2 separate regions of the Mus musculus genome follow, and region 2 is linked to region 1. A link is a contact called in public HiChIP or PLAC-seq data. All regions are on one chromosome and are shown on one strand. The core of a region is the stretch at or near the end of the contact, and the rest is flanking DNA. Distances in the headings are between cores, read along the strand shown.

Region 1 (4,230 bases), core at 1,671-4,170:
AGACTCTTCAGCCCAAGACCCAGGCTGGGGCTGGGGCCAAGAGCCGACCCAAGAAGAGAGAAGGCGTACACCTGCCTACCACCAAGGAGCTGGCCAAGCGGCAGCGGCTGCCGTCTGTGGAGAACAGGCCTAAGATCGCGGCCTTCTTACCTGCCCGGCAGCTTTGGAAGTGGTTTGGCAAGCCCACCCAGGTAAAGTTCCTAGAAGGGAATCATGGGGGTGAGGGGGTCCTGAGTTCCAGAAGGAGCACCCTGGATTCCAGAATTCACTTTAACCCAGAGTCCACGTCTTGTACAGAGTGGCCCTGCCCTCATATTTCACAGCCTTCATTTTGAAGCTGAGTGTGAACCCTGCAGGGACCCACACAGGCTCTCCTATGATGCTCAAGCCAGAGAAAGAGACCTTTCCAAACCCCTCAGCAGCCAGCATGCTTGTCATATCACCCCGCCTTTGAACCTCAAGTTCTGAACCCTGAAGCAGCAAATGACCAGAGTGAACACCTTTCCCCGGCTCGCACCCTACGTAGACTCTAAAGCAAGCAACCTCTGTGTTGCGGGTTGGGGGTCATAACTCTTCCCTGACAGTTGGCGACGGTCTTCCAGAAGCCAGTTCTAAGCACCCCCAACCCACTATCATCATCTATCAACCTACATATGCAAAAGGTCCATACACGTGCACACACCTGCTCGTGCATACTGGCACCAAGTGCTCACACGGATGCACATTCAGGCACACATGTGCATGCACGGGTGCTATTATGAATTGAACAGTGCTGACTCCCGTCCCACCCCCCACCAACCACACACTGCCATGTTTTGAATACTCCATCCACGGTAGTGGCGCCATGCTGGAAGTTGTAGAAACTTGTGGAAAGTGGTCCCTGGCACAGTGGGTCCCCGAGGATGTGGTTGTTATTGCTGACCACTTCCTGTCTTCCTGTTCAACTGAGACATGAACAGCTGCCACATTCTCTCCTCGCCAGCGGTTTTACCCAAGCACATCGCATCAAATAACCCTGAAGTAGACCTTCGGAAAGCATGAGCCAAAATACGTCATCCCTCCTTTTTAAAGTTTTCTTGCTTGGAAAGGCGGTGGCGCACACCTTTAATCCCAGCACTTGGGAGGGAGGCAGAGGCAGCTGGATCTTTGAGTTGGAGGCCAGCCTGATCTACAGAGCCAGTTCTAGGACAGTCAGGGCTACGCAGAGAAACCCTGTCTCAAAATAACAACAAAACAAAGTCTTTCTTCTTTTTTTTGTTTAATCTATCAGGTATGTGGGTAGCAGTGGGGAAAGTGATTATAAATGGAGCACGGGGATGTGAACCCATGACATAGGACTACACTGGAATACAGTCATACATGTTCACCTACACATACATGCAGTATACATGGGACAAGGTACTCATGGATACACTTCCGGTGAGGGTATTGCCAGGAGCTATTCTGGAAGCTTCCATGTCCACCCATGCCTGTGGGTGGAGAGATTCAGAGCCCAGTGTGTTGCCCAGGTTCCCTTCCCTCACAGTAACAACATTCCCTCTGTATAGCTGAGGACGAACTTGAATGCCTGATCCTCCTGCATACTGGGGTTACAGCCACGTACTACCATTTCCACATGGTGACATCCTGAGGATGGAAGCCGGGGCTCCCTGCATGCTGCCTGAGCCGAGCACCAGTCCTAGACACCATTGCTCTAGTCTCCTGTGAAGCGCTGGGTGTCCTAGTGAGGAAGCCATCCAGGAATAAACTGCTCATAGCATGTCCGGCAGGCAGCAAAGAAAAAGGGGAGCGTCCTAGGCCTTGAACTCCCTTGAGGGTGTTCCTTGATGACCTACTGACCTCACAAGTCCCACCCTTCTGCTTCCTCACTTCTTCCCAGTAACTCCATCCTGGATAGCCAAGACCTACACCAGAGCCTCTGGGAACAGGCAGTAACTGAGCCTTAGTAGCCAGGCTCACCTGTAGGGTTTCCCTATTCACAGGCCCTTCCTGGACTTGCTCTTAGCCTCCCCGTGCCTAGGCCAGCGTCCCCTGGCTGTGTGTCCAGCTCTGTCGGGTGTCCCTAGCAGTTGGAACCCCTTTTCTGCCCAGTTGTGCTACTTCAGCAGATAGGAGTTGGGGATTAATAGGGATAGTTTGGGGGTACCTGGTGGCCTCCCTCAGTGTTTGAGGACACCCTGGCTCATGTGTGTCATCAGCTCCTAAGTTCAGTGAGGCTGGAGAGGTGGGCGTTCAGTGATATCAGAGTCAGGGGCCATTTTCTTTACCGCCCCCCCCCCCATTTTCAGTGGCATATTGAGGAGTTCCAGGTTCAGTGAGAGAGCCTGTGACACATGTCCTTAATTCCAGCATTCAGCAGACAAAAGCAGGCTTACCTCTGTGAGTTTGAGGCCAGCCTGGTTGGCCTACATAGTGAGTTCCAGGACAGCCAGGGCTACATCATGATGCTCTGTCTCCAAGAAAGAAGGAAGGCCCAAAGGGCTGGAGAAATGGCTCAGAAATTACTAAAGCACTGAGCCAGGGTTTGAATCCCAGCACCTACATTGGTGGCTCACCAAGGCCGGTAAACTTTAGTTCCAAAGGCTCTGAAACCTTTCTCCTTTCTCCTGCCTCTGTGGGCATCTACACACTCAGAAGCACATGCACAAAGACACACACAATGGGTGGATGGAGAGAATAAAGGAAGATCCCTCTGCCTGCCGCATACATGCACCTGCACACGTGTAATCTGCATGCACATATATGCATGTGTACGTGTACACAAACACGTACACTCCCCCTTGTTGCTAGGAGAAACTACGTGAGATGATCAGCTTGTGAAAAGGAAAGGTTGGTTTTGGCTCATTGTCTCCACCCACCACGAGCTGGTTCCGGCTCCATCGTGCTGGTTCCGGTTCCATTGCGCTGGTTCCGGCTCCATCGCGCCCGCCCGAGAGGGCTCAACTAATGCAGGAGCACAGAAGCTACTCTTGACTGGCAGGAGATAGAGAGGAAAGAGCAGAGGCCTGGTAGCTCCTTTTAAGACCGCACCTCCTGTTACCTGCTAACTCTTGTCAGACACTAGCTCTAAACTGTGTTCCACTCCCGCAGTAGCGCCTTAAGTGTGAACTCAAGGGTAGGCGGGAGCGCTTCCAAACTGAAGCTAAGGCACCCCTTCCATGCAGACCCCGAGGGTTCATGGCGGGTGACTCAGGTCCAGGGATCGGGGATCCAGATCTGCCCAGACCGCCTGGTGGGGTGTCTTGCCTTTGGCTCTGTGGCTTCGGGTACAGTGCTGGGCTCTAGCTGTGGTTTTTCACGTCCCGCAGCGGCGAGGCATGAAAGGCAAGGCTCGCAAGCTCTTCTACAAGGCCATCGTCCGAGGCAAGGAGATGATCCGAATCGGTGACTGCGCAGTCTTCCTGTCAGCCGGCCGCCCCAACCTGCCCTATATTGGCCGGATCCAGAGCATGTGGGAGTCCTGGGGCAACAATATGGTGGTTCGTGTCAAGTGGTTCTACCATCCGGAGGAGACCAGCCCGGGCAAGCAGTTCCATGAGGGCCAGGTGAGTGTCCCTGATGGGAACTGAAAGAGTCCCTGGTGTGTAAAGGTAGACCCATGGTGTTTCATTTCTGTTGATGCTAAAATACCCTGCCGGAAAGCAGGAGTAAGGATTTTCTTTTAGCTGACAGTTCTTTGTTATAGACCAGACAGACAGACAGATAGATCAGCTCTGTGGGGAGTCACAGTGGCAGGAGCATGAGGCAGCATGACTGTTGACAGTCAGGAGCAGAGAGAACGAACGCATTCATGCTTAGTGCTCAGCTTGCTTCCTCTACTCCTGTAGTCCAAGGTTCCCTGTGCAGGGAATAGAACCGCCCACAGTGGACTAGGTCTTAATTAACAAAATCAATATAATCCCCATCAGATGTACCCACAACCCAGTCCGACTTAGTGCCTGATTGAGACTCTTCCCAGATAAGTCTAGGTAGAATCAAATTGGCAATTAAAAACCATTACACCGGGCTGGAGAGATGGCTCAGCGGTTAAGAGCACTGACTGCTCTCCCGAAGGTCCTGAGTTCAATTCCCAGCAACCACATGGTGGCTCACAACCATCTGTAATGGGATCTGATACCCTCTTCTGGGGTGTCTGAAAACAGCTACAGTGTACTTTCATATAACAAATAAATAAATCTTAAAAAAAAAAAAACATTACTCCATTTGTGGCTGGGCATGCTGTGGCCCTAC
Region 2 (3,945 bases), core at 869-3,368, 400 kb before region 1:
ATTGCCTGGAGTCCGGAAATGTGCACTTCCGAGTCCGACCCCTGAAACAAGCCTAAGAGGACCCTCACAGTGGGTGAAGAGAATACAACTCCCAAAGGTCACCGCGGCACATTGCGGCAACGCACTTCCGGTCATCAATGACATCTTTTCGCTTACAGCCTGGAGGGTCCCGGTATAAGACTCGATTCCCCCATCCCAGTTAGCTTGTGGCCTGACCAGAAGACTCTTTCATGGCATGCCTAGTCCCGGAAGTTGCGATGCTCCACGTGGATACCACGCAGATTGGCCCCGGAGCCATCTTGTAGGATTAGCTGTCAAAAAGATCTGAACGCTTGGGGGCACTGACTCTGCAGTTCTCACCCTTCTTCGTAATGCTGCAACACTTTAAATTAGTTCCTCATGCTGAGACCTCCAACCATAAAATTATTTCGTTGTTACTTCATAACTGTAATTTTGCTGCTGTTATGAATCATAATGTAAATATCTGTATTTTCCAATGGTCTTAGACAACCCTGTGAAATGACCTCTTGAGGGGAGACCCTGTAAACCACAGGTTGAGAATCACTGGTCTAGAGCACGTAATGCTTTACAGAGGACTTGGGTTCAATTGCTGTTCAAAACTTCGGTTCCAGGGGATCCTATGACCTCTGTGGAAGTACAGAAGGGAGGAAGATGGATGGGTGAATGTATGTGGACTGAGCGCAGGAGTGTTGGTAATCCCAGCACGCAGGAAGCTGCTGCAGTTACAGCTGGAGCTCCTGGTCAACTTTGCAAAAAGTAAGTTACCCAAGGAAAATGGAGACCCTATTTGAAATAAATACAAAAGAATAAGCTATTCCATTAAAAAGTTGAATGAATTAAAATAAAGAAACTGAGTCATAGGCTTTAAAAGAAGTATTCAGAGCTCATCGGAACAATAAAACATAATATGCTTGAATGTCAAAAGACAGTGTGAACCAACGTAAAGACATCCCTGCTCTTGGATAGATTTAATTTCCTTGGATAGATTTAAGCACATCCATCTTCTCTGGGTGCATCAATAAACCAGTCACGCGACCAATAAAAACACTATTCATTTCCCTCATCTTCAAGTTTGAGTCAAGCGGAGTATCATTTGAGAAAATATTAGGGAAAGCCAGGCAAGTCTTGAAAGGCGGCGGGTTGCCATATATTGAGACATATTTTAAGCTTTAGTCATTAAAGCAAGACACTGTTATTTGTAGACGCCACAGGGAAGCAGGGGGATGGGGGGAATCAAATCTAGAAATAGAACCAGCCACAGATGCCAAGCCAGCGTGAAGTACAGAGAGCATCTCGAGCCAGGAAGCCAGATGAAGGACTCCAGTGTGTGATGGTGGGATAGCAGGGTAGCTGGTGGCAACAAGAGGACAGCCAGTCTTAGTTCCATCCAGTCGATTCATTTGAGATGAACCAAAGATTAAAATGGGAAAGGAAAGAAACGAGAGGCTGGAGAAGAGAGTTTGCTGCTCTTGCTCTGAGAGGACCCAGGTTTTGTTCTATACCTACAATCGAGTGGCTCACAATGCCTGTAACTCCAGCTTGAGGAGATCCAACACCCTTTCCTTCTGACCTCCTCTGGGACCCACTTATACACTTAGTTAAAAGTTTTTTTAAAACTTAAAAAATAAAACCATACAAAGAGAAAAAGCAGTCAGGCAGTGGTAGCACACACCTTTAATCCTAGCACTCAGGAGGCAGAGGTAGGTGGATCTCTGTGACTGAGGTCAGCCTGGACTACAGAGAGAGTTCCAGGGTAGCCGGGGCTACACGGAAAAAAAAAAAATCCTGTCTCCAACAACTGAACCAAACAGAAAAACAACAAATAAAAAAAACAAAACAAAGCAAAAGCCAAAGAGAAAAGCAAATACGTAGAAACTCTCCCACAATCTGTAACAGAGAAAGGTTTTGTTTTAATGTATTTAAATACAGCTGTCTTCAGACACTCCAGAAGAGGGTATAGATCCCATTACAGATGGTTGTGAGTCACCATATGGTTGCTGGGAATTAAACTCAGGACCTCAGGGAGGGTAGTCCAGTGCTCTTAACCTATAAGCCATCTCTCCAGCCCCAGGGAGAGACTATAAGCCATCTCTGCAGCCCCAGGGAGAGCTTTTTTTAATTGCTGCTGTTTTGTGTGAGACAAGGCCTGGAGTACCCGAGGCTGACCTTGTGGCTGACCTTGTGCACTTTTGTATGGTTAAGGATGACTTTGAGTTCCTGCTCCTGCGGCCTCTCCCTCCCCAGGGCTGGGGTTACAGTGTGCATTGCCAGACTTGGTCTACGTGGTGCTGTGGATAGAACACAGGGCTTCCTTGTACACACTAGGGGAAGCACCCTACCGTCTGAGCCTCAGCTTCAGCCCAGGAAACTTTCCTAACAATAAAATTCAGCTATGTGAAAGTGGAAAGGAGAGTATTTACATAGCATAAAATAAAATGAGCAAAGCTAAAAGATAAATGACTTAAAGGGAGAGTGTAAGGTTAAAATGGGAACTTGGGCCAGGGCGACAGCCCATTCAGACTGTGCTTGATATAAAAGCACACAGACCTGAGTCCAACTGTCAGAACCATCTAAATAAAAAGCTGGCCATGAGGGCTGGACTGTAAATCTCAGCCCAAGACAGTCCACGCCACGCAGTCTACATCTAGTCTAGTCTGAGACTTCCAGGCCTTTAACAGATCCTATCTCAAAACAGACAAAAGACAAAACAAAGCAAAAACAAATTAACTAACTAAAAATCAACTTGGAGTGGGGCAGTGGTGGCACACGCCTTTAATCCCAGCACTTGGGAGGCAGAGGCAGGTGGATTTCTGAGTTCGAGGCCAGCCAGGTCTACAAAATGAGTTCCAGGACAGCCAGGGCTCTACAGAGAAACCCTGTCTCGAAAAAAAAAAAAAAAAAAAAAAAAAAAAAAAAAAAAAAAAAAATCAAGCTGGGCAGCCCTGAGGAAAAATACCAATGTTTACTAATGGCGCATGCGCGCGTGTGCACACACACACAAAAACACACACACACCCCTACTTCTGTAACTGTAGTACTCAGGAGCCAGAAGCAGGAGATTATGAAATCTGGGCTATCCTGGGCTACCGAATAGAGAGCAAGCCTAAATAAATAAATGCCATAGACAAAAAAAAAAAAAAAAAAGGAAAAGAGGGAAGAAGAAAACATGAATTAGCTGAGGGCCATCGGGATGGCTCGGTGAGTAGAGGTGTTTACTGCCGAGTCTAAGGATCTGAGGTCCATCCCTGGAAAACCTACCTGGTAGCAGGAGAAAACAAACTTCCCCAGGGTGTCTTCTGACCGTCACAAGCTCACACAGACATGCACATGCACACCACCTATGTACCCTCAAAACAAATAATAAGGAGAAATCTGTGGCAACGCCACTCCTGACAGAAAAGGTGAGGATGTCAGTAATTGCCTTAGCAACAGAACATGCTGTGCATTTGAATCATCTCATCCCCATAGCAACGCAGAATCATAGTCCTTTGGAGCCGGGTAGCAACAGCGCCTGTTTAGGCCAACCTCTTAGATGAAAACAAGTGCAGAAACAAACCAAGACGGCGCTGCCTCCCCTCCCCCCATGGCTTTCAAAGCCTGGGTTATACTCCTTGAAAATACAATGGAATGTTGATACAAAAAAAGATGAACCCGGGAGTAAACACTGCTGAATCTGTCTCTTGCCTGACCAGTACTGGGGATACAGGCACGCAGACTGCTAGGCCTGGCTTTTAGGTGGGTGTCAGGAATTGAACTCAGCCTCTATCCACCGAACTGCTTTCCCAACCCACACTCTGCTGATTCTTCAGCTGAGGTGAATCTGTAGCTGGGGTATTAGGAACAAAGGAGTTTTGGTTGATCGGTCAGTGTGGAGGAGAAGCCAGCTTGTCAGGGGTGAATGGGGAAGTGTTAGTATGGAAGACC

Evidence for each region. HiChIP or PLAC-seq counts read pairs in DNA pulled down with a chosen protein or histone mark.
Region 2: an H3K27ac HiChIP or PLAC-seq map of embryonic stem cells shows a contact between it and region 1, with 7 read pairs. The contact joins two enhancer-like sites. A contact is called at or near these places in 2 of 484 Hi-C or Micro-C datasets (the Patski cell line and differentiating spermatogonia), 1 of 115 datasets of contacts at active chromatin or transcription factors (embryonic stem cells) and 1 of 9 other capture datasets (adipose tissue).

Annotation. Positions count from the first base shown.
Region 1 is chr5:142,727,156-142,731,385 of GRCm38.p6, reverse strand. Tnrc18 (trinucleotide repeat containing 18) reads left to right here. Exons shown (of 28, transcript NM_001122730.3): 25 at 1-191; 26 at 3,309-3,545. Among named protein-coding and RNA genes, the nearest start is that of Slc29a4, 27 kb to the right of the region's middle. Within about 2 kb of position 2,920, at least 1 of the 459 cell types and tissues checked has an H3K27ac peak or open chromatin away from gene starts, as enhancers often do. A contact at or near this core is called in embryonic stem cells, where this site is marked.
Region 2 is chr5:143,125,379-143,129,323 of GRCm38.p6, reverse strand. No RefSeq gene overlaps it. Among named protein-coding and RNA genes, the nearest start is that of Gm38734, 5.8 kb to the left of the region's middle. RefSeq lists an enhancer at 1-388. Within about 2 kb of position 2,118, at least 21 of the 459 cell types and tissues checked have an H3K27ac peak or open chromatin away from gene starts, as enhancers often do. A contact at or near this core is called in embryonic stem cells, where this site is marked.